Linked DNA regions of Mus musculus: region 1 is linked to region 2. The links are chromatin contacts, called in public Hi-C maps. All regions are on one chromosome and are shown on one strand. Each heading gives the region's core, a stretch centred on a gene start, on an enhancer-like site or on the middle of the called end of the contact. The rest is flanking DNA. Distances are from core to core; before and after follow the strand shown.

Region 1 (3,926 bases), core at 209-2,708, 130 kb before region 2:
ACTGTATATCAAGCCAGTAGTCACATGCCATTCCTTTTTACATGGGTTTAATTATTTTTATGCAGTTTGAAGACACCAAGGCAAAACATTTTACCAATTTCAAAGAAAGCATTCATTTTTGTGCTCAGTATTAACAACTTCTAATGCCCCTCAGTCATCTCCAGGGGAGGCGTTATTTGGACTTGGCGGGGGGGGGGGGGGTGTTACATTGGTGTCACTCAGTAGCCTGTGTAGCCTCAAGCCCATACCAGTCCTCTGACCTCAGTCTGCTATTCAGTGTTTTGGATTCAGATTCAGATGTCCTAGCAGTGGTCCCTTTAATTTCTTGGAAAAGGGAAACAAAAAATATTCAAGAAAAGATCATAAAGGTGGTGAAAGATCTAAGAATCATGAGAACAGTGACACTTTGTCCGCATAAGCCCAGAAACTTTGTTTACACAGCAGAGCTGGTTAGCCAAGATGTACAGCTCCAAGCAAACCTGAGAGCTACAGATAAAACAGTCAGTGACTTAGAGCAGAGATAACACAAATCTAGCTTACTCCCTGCCTGTGCTTCTGGGCAAACTATGTGGCTTTTCTGAGCTTGTGCTGTCCTTTTTTAAAACAGAGTTAAAATTACAGTCTCTCAACAATAGTTTGCAGTCATATAGCAGTCACAAATATTTTTAATTTACCCACTACTTTAGTTCACTTTCTATGTCACCATTTGAAGTTAGTCATACTACAAGCTTCAATTTAGGAAAACAAAATAGAGGTTGAGACAGGTTAAGTAATGTGCCCATGTCACCCAGCTATTAAGCAGTAGAACTGATATTTCAACACTGACAATCTTGTCTAGGGCACCTGTGTGCAGCCAGTTGACCACACAACCTAGAGGCCCACACTTACACAGACATGAGTTCTAGAATATTTAATGTATCACTTGTGCGTTATCATCCCTCTACGTAGCCTCAGGAAGAAAAGGGCACTGGTATGGAAAAGAGATCGGCTACCTTTCTAATGCATCCACGGTGACCCCTTCAACCCCAACCACCTTGTCTTATCTCTGGGTCTCTGAATCCTCAGCCATAATCTACTGTTTCCAGAGGCCATAGAGCAATGTGATGAGGAGAAGGCATCGTCACGTGACAGCTCACATAAACTGTAAGTGACGGGTGGCACTCAACTCCATGGTACTAGCTTCATTGTTACCTTTATCTCTTCCTTCTCTCACTCAGGCTGCTGCTGGGAAAAAAAAAAAATGAGAAAAGCTATTGCTTTAATACCTATACAGTATACCAGGTCCTAGAGAAAGCTGTTAGTATGGAAATAGCCTTTCAGAGATAAGAGCGGAGGCAAGCCAGTAACAGCACATTTCTAAGCCTGTTTAGTCCTGGAGCAGCATATAGCCTTGGCCTTCTAGCCAGCTCTGAGCCAGACACATCAAGGCCTTTTAGACCCAAGGCTATGGATACACAGTGTTCTAGAAACAGCCATAACCTCTCCAATCCACTTAGTCTTTTAATCCCTCCCTCCCGGCATGGTCTGAGCCCACACAGAATGCCTGCCTCAGCTTCTGACCTTCTCAATCCTTCTGGCCTTCCAGGAACTACTTTGTGCATAGCTGTGGTTGGCTAGTATGTAAGTAATGAAACCAGAGGTACATTTGGTGCTTGGACAAATGTCAAATGTTTTCCCTATGCACCCGATATAAAATATAAATGAAGTGAGTAAGTAATATATAGGTATATATTACATATTTTAAAATTTTTATGTTTTTAAAGTAATATATATCAAGCAGCTCTAAATAGGATGCTACTCTTTGCACATAGAAGGCCCTAAGCAGGTTAGGGGATTGGTTAATGCAGCCCAGAATGTGGAACCTATCAATCCCTGGAGCTCTGTGCCAGTCAAAAGGAAGGATTAGCTAGAATGGAGTCCTAGGTTTTGCTTGAGTCTGCTTTCTGAGCAGTACTCTGGTCCTGGACACATTTCTTTGCCTCTCTGGGCCTCAGAACCCCCATCTATAGTGGGATGAAGCTGGTAGCTTGTAGATACACTCTTAAGAGTAGTCCAGAGAGCAATATAATGAATGAAACAGAACCCAAAGACTTCTTATAACAGAAAACACTATGTTCACATATTTAACATATTACATAGTACCAACCCCTTTCACAAAGGAACATACGTATCATTTCCATTTTAATGAAAAGAAACTCATTTTTAATTTTAGAACGGTTTAAGATTTGTGGAAAAGTTGCAAAAATAGTCAAATCCTTAACACACCCACATTTTCATCCCTCCTTTGTTCATTTCTGTGTTAGAATCCTACGCTTATTAAAACTCTTTCCTTCCTTAAAATATGCAGCCCCCTCTGCTTGTCTATAGATTGCAACCTCTAAAATTCAGACCTAGGGAGCCCATAGTGAATGGAGGAAGCTCCAGCTAACAAACTCAAAGCTCAGCTCACAAGAAAAGTTGGCAACTAAGATTTGACTCACGATTATCCCCCAGAAATGCAGATTCACATCAGAAATCCAGATTTTATGCAAAACATACTCATTTTTAAAGGTTGACTCATTTTTGTTTGCCTTTCTCAAAATAGCATCCTTTCCAAACAAAACACTTCTGCGCGCTGAATATGACCCTCCACTTCCCATCTGTGTGCTCCAGCCCTACTCCTTCCATCCTATCCTTCCAGGGGATAATCAGAAATAGCGCCGTCTAGCAATTCTCACGAGAATCTGTTTCAGGAGCAGGCTCTTCTCAATTTCTGGTAGTCACATATAATCCTTGGCCTATGGCCCCACATTCTACCTTCATAGCACACCAGTCCCTGCCTCTATCATCACAGAGCCTTCACTTCTGAAACTCTTCCTCCTATAAGTACTGTGATCATTCCTGTTGGACAAATTTAGTGTAACCTCTATACCTGAGGCTCACTAATCCAAATACACCTCAAGGGGTGTATTTTTTTTTTTTTTATAAAGTAGCATTCCCAGCTACCAAGAAATTAGGCCAGGAACATATGTTATGGAAGGGGTTAAGGATTAATTACTTAACTTACCATAGTTGGTATCTAAGTTCCTCTCTGCTTTAACATAAATGTTTTCTCCATGCTTGCTCCCAGCCATACTAGTGTCTCTTGTGATTCTGCCATCGTGTCCTCCTATTATATAATCTATGTTGGCATTTGGTATTTTGAGACAGACACTAAATGCCTAGCAGTGTGCTAGTGAGAAAAGGTAGACTGGTCATAGAAGAACAAATATTCTCTCATTTCAAAGATTTCTGGTATGCTTGTCAAAGAAAGAAAGAAAGAAAGAAAGAAAGAAAGAAAGAAAGAAAGAAAGAAAGAAAGAAAGAAAGAAAGAAAGAAAGGAAGGAAGGAAGGAAGGAAGGAAGGAAGGAAGGAAGGAAGGAAGAAAGAAAGAAAGAAAGAAAGAAAGAAAGAAAGAAAGAAAGAAAGAAAGAAAAGAAGTTAGAGAAGGTCCAGATAAAGTCTGATGACTCGCTGCACTGAACAGATTTTCAATAGACATGAAGTTGGGACTGGGATGCAGACCTTGCAGAAGAATGAATAGTCACGTGCACAGGTCTTATTCTACATTTACTGACACATGATAGAAGAGCTATTAGACATTACTGCCCCATATCACCTCAACAGTCCACAGGGGAGAAAAGATAAATTATGAAAACAAGCCTAGGATGAGGTAGAAGAAAAGGCAACTGAGATGAAACTTTAATTGTCAACCTGGGCAAGAACAACTTACTCCCCTCAACCAAAAACAGCTTATACTCAAATAGGACACCCATCAAACAGTAGGCAGGAAATGAGTACCTGTCCCATCTGTAAGACAATCTCCAACTTGTTCCATGAAATATATTTCCTTTTAACACAGAAAAGCATTTTTAGCATCTCTGCCCATGCTGACCACGTTTAATTG
Region 2 (3,951 bases), core at 1,091-3,590:
TGAGATCATGGCATAGTGGGGGATGGGTTCCCCCCCTTTAAAAATCAGACCCTAGAACTAAAGTTGACCCTTGATCAGAGAACTTTGTGTTGACTTGATCCCCAGCTTTCTTTTCAGGAACCCAGTAACCCGCAGTCACTGGTGGCTATTTCCCGCAGCTTCCTGCTTTAAGGTCCCATGCCACAGACTCAGACTGTCATTCTCCCAGTGGCTTCTTCCTCCTCCTCTGTTCTGTCCAAGTTGGTCTTTTCAGGATGTGTAGGGTTTTGTTCCTACTGCACAATGAACGCAGCAGTACCCCTAGACGACCATCCTTCACAGGACTCACTTGGTTCACAATTCCAGGTTGCAGTCCACCATTGTTGGAGCATCAAAGCAGTGGAAACTTGGTCAGCTAGACTCGTTATATACACAGTCAAGTGCAGAGAGGAATGAACTACTGGATGCATGCTAGTGCTTGGCTCACTTTGTTCACTCATACAAGTTAAAATCCCCTGCCTAGAAAACTGTATCACCCACATTGGGCAAAGTTTCCACCTCAATTAAAGAATCAAGATAACATGCCACAGAACTCCCCACAGGTAGAGACAATACCTGATTAGTTCTCCTTTTCCATGGGTCAGAGGGGGTAGCACACACCATTAACTCTAGAACTCCAGAGGTAGAATGGGAGTCCAAGATCAACCTCGTCTTCACAGTAAATTCCTGACCAGCCAGATCTACATAGTGAGACCCTATCTCATAAAAGACAAAAGACTTCCTTGCTAAGTGATTCTAGATTATGTTAAGTTGGAAAAATTAAGCTAATCACAATGCTTTCTGGTCCTACCTAAGGAACCAGACAGCTTATCTGATTCATAATCACAAAGAGCATCTCACATATTTCCTTTCATAATCCTTATAGTTTAAATCTTAGGTCATGGTTGACTTTTGATATGGATATTTAATTGTTTTGGTATTATTTTGACAAAGTCTGTATGTGCTGCTATAACAAAATACTAGAAACTGGTGGTTTATAAACAACACATAATTATTATATCTAGAGGCAAGGATTAAACAAATAGATTTGATATATGGAGAATGTCTGCTTCCTGGTTCATAGACAGCTCACAGGTGTACGTGGTAGAAATCATGCTTGTTTGGCTTCCTGTTATCTGGTTCATGAGGTTCCCACCTTCATGACCAAATCACCTCTAATATGCCCCAACTCCTAGAGCAATCATGTGGAGCCTAGGTTTCCGGATTTGAATTTAAGGAACCTATATTCAGTCTATAGCATTTTGACCGGTTAGTAATGCTAGGAAAGTTATTAAATGACAATTTCATGATCCAACCCAGAACTTTATCTTTTCAAGCTTCTCTCCTGCCCCTGGAACATGGGGACAGTATGATACACATCTATTCAGAGGATGCTGTTGAAGGTTGAGCGGTAGTTGTTGTTCACTGATGAAAGCAGATGTGGCTCTTCCGGTGATGCCATTAGGTCAGAGGAAGGAAGGACTGCTAAGCAACAGTTAAAATGAGATTGGCCAAAAGTCACCACCTTACAGTTTGATCCTGTTAACAGAACAAATTTTCCATGTCCCATCTGCTTTCTTGTGGTCTAAAGGAACCCAGAGATAACAAAGAACTGTTAAGGCAGTATATGAGTGTGTCACTGGCTGTGTGAACACACTAGGGCTCTTCATTTACTTCAGAGATAGTCATCTGAACAGCACTACCATCACTCCTCTTCTGTCAGCACCTCTCTCTCTCTCTCTCTCTCTCTCTCTCTCTCTCTCTCTCATTTCAGCAAAACAGAACTAATTGCATTTATCTACACATGCCGTGTTATTCCTGTCCCTGAGCCTTTTCTCACGCAGCTCATGAAATGCCCTCTACCCTCCTTGGGTTTGCCGTCATTCATATCAGCTAGAATTCTTACGCCTGTGAAGGAAAGAAAACCATCTCAAGCTAGCTTGAGAAAACAAAATAGAAAGCTTTATTATCAGAGTATCTGTGTGCTTCTCAAAATAGACCAGGGAAATGCTGTGCTTGTATCAGAGGTAACAATGGAACACATTCCCTGGGAAATGGCAGGGGATGTGTTCTCTTCACAGCTCGCCTCCCCTCCTCCCGCTGTGTGTGTATTAGTGCAACTCACATTGTTCTGGTTTTCCTCTACCAAATGGCCAAAAACTAAAGCAGCCAGGCAGACCCACGTTGAAAACTTCCAGAGGGAGACAGATCAGCCCAGCACATTTCAGGCACCTAGGTATGGATCGAACAGTTGCAGCCCTGGAAGTGTGATGCATTAATGTGCTGGAGGGCTGCACTCACCTCTTTAACTGGACCCAGGAAGTAAGCACCAAGAAAAGCAGGAAGAGCGCAGAGCAGGCATCTCTCTCTCACCACTCAGTCCAGCCTGCGCTCCATCCAGCCTTCCTTGGGTTCCATGCCTGTGTTGAGTGCACATTCATGCCCACTGGGTAAAACTCTGAAATCATCTCTTTCTCTGCCTGTCCCTTATGAACTCTCTGAGGCCTAGTGCCAGTCAGACTCAGGTTTTCCCTCAACTTCTGGAGATGCAAACAGCAAAACAAGCATAAAATCATGTGAGAATGTATTGAAGACCTGGGTGAAATGTGTAGGCGCTTTCCAAGTAGCTGACCCTTGACTATTTTTTTTATTTGTGTGTGTGAGCACGCACTCACACCTGTGTGTATGTGTGTGTGTGTGTGTGTGTGTGTGTGTCTGTGTATGTATAGCTTTGTGAAGGTGAGTGTTATGTATACATGTGTACATTTGCATATGGAGGTCAAATACCAGAGTCCAGTGTCTGTTTTGATGCCCTCCACCTCAGGTTTTGAAGCAAGGTCTCTTGCTGAAGATGAAGCTCACCGATTCAGCCAGCCTAACTCGGCTCCAGAGACATTTTTTCTTTTTTCTTTTTTCTTTTTTCTTTCTTTCTTTTTTTTTTTTTTTTTTTTTTTTTTGTGCCAGGGATCTAAACTCAGGACCTCATGCTTTTGCGGAGGGTACCTTCCCAACTAAATCATCTCCTTAAAAACTGTGATGAGAAAAATCTGGTATTTTAAATTTTCGTTGCAGTCAGTAAACAAATGACCACAAAACAAAGTGGTGGAGGAAAAAAAAAATCAAGAAATTAGATGATTCTAAATCTTATTGCTAGTGTTACATTTTCTTAGAAGTAATTATTAGAGATGAGACGATCCATTTATAAATTTGATTTAGGACATCGGTGGTGTATACCTTTAATCCCAGCACTCTGGAGACAGATCTCTGATCTGTCAAGACCAGTCTGATCTATGGAGCCAGTTCCAAGACAACAGGGCTATACAGAGAAATACTGTCTCAAGAAAGAAAGAAAGAAAGAAAGAAAGAAAGAAAGAAAGAAAGAAAGAAAGAAAGAAAGAAAGAAAGAAAGAAAGAAAGAAAGAGGGTACTGGAGAGATGGCTCAGCAGTTAAGAGCACTGACTGCTCTTCCAGAGATCCTCAGTTCAATTCCCAGCAACCACATGATTGCTCACAACCATCTGTAACAAGACCTGATTCCCTCTTCTGGTGTCTGAAGACAGCCACAGTATACTTACATATAATAAATAAAATAAATCTTTGAAAGAGAAACAGAGAGAAATTTTATTTAATTGTATGTAAAATACATAATATTGAGAATCCTTTAACTACTTTTTTAAAAGCTGTGAAGAATGCAACCTGGCCTTGATGTTTGAAAGGCAAGTGCTGTACCACTCAACTACATCCTTGGGCCTCAAATCATTTAATTATCACAATACTATGGAGAAAAGCACGTGAAAGCATACAGACTCTTCCTGTGCTAAGGAGTCGTTCAAGCCAGCTGATTGAACAGCCTATTGACCACTGAGTTAAATAGAACCTCCACGGTAGAAGCATTCCCTGCTTCTCCAAAAATGCAGGAAAGGATACTGTTT

The links. Hi-C and Micro-C count contacts between places; a contact is called where the count stands out from the background.
Region 1: a contact with region 2 is called in a Hi-C map of the G1E-ER4 cell line, with 2.6 times the contacts expected there. The contact joins two enhancer-like sites. A contact is called at or near these places in 1 of 15 datasets of contacts at CTCF or cohesin (the G1E-ER4 cell line), 4 of 484 Hi-C or Micro-C datasets (the G1E-ER4 cell line, cortical neurons and nephron progenitors) and 1 of 9 other capture datasets (pancreatic islet).

What each region holds. Positions count from the first base shown.
Region 1 is chr2:107,116,438-107,120,363 of GRCm38.p6, reverse strand. No RefSeq gene overlaps it. Among named protein-coding and RNA genes, the nearest start is that of Fshb, 59 kb to the right of the region's middle. Within about 2 kb of position 1,458, at least 7 of the 459 cell types and tissues checked have an H3K27ac peak or open chromatin away from gene starts, as enhancers often do. A contact at or near this core is called in the G1E-ER4 cell line, where this site is marked.
Region 2 is chr2:106,982,795-106,986,745 of GRCm38.p6, reverse strand. No RefSeq gene overlaps it. Among named protein-coding and RNA genes, the nearest start is that of Arl14ep, 10 kb to the right of the region's middle. Within about 2 kb of position 2,340, at least 11 of the 459 cell types and tissues checked have an H3K27ac peak or open chromatin away from gene starts, as enhancers often do. A contact at or near this core is called in the G1E-ER4 cell line, where this site is marked.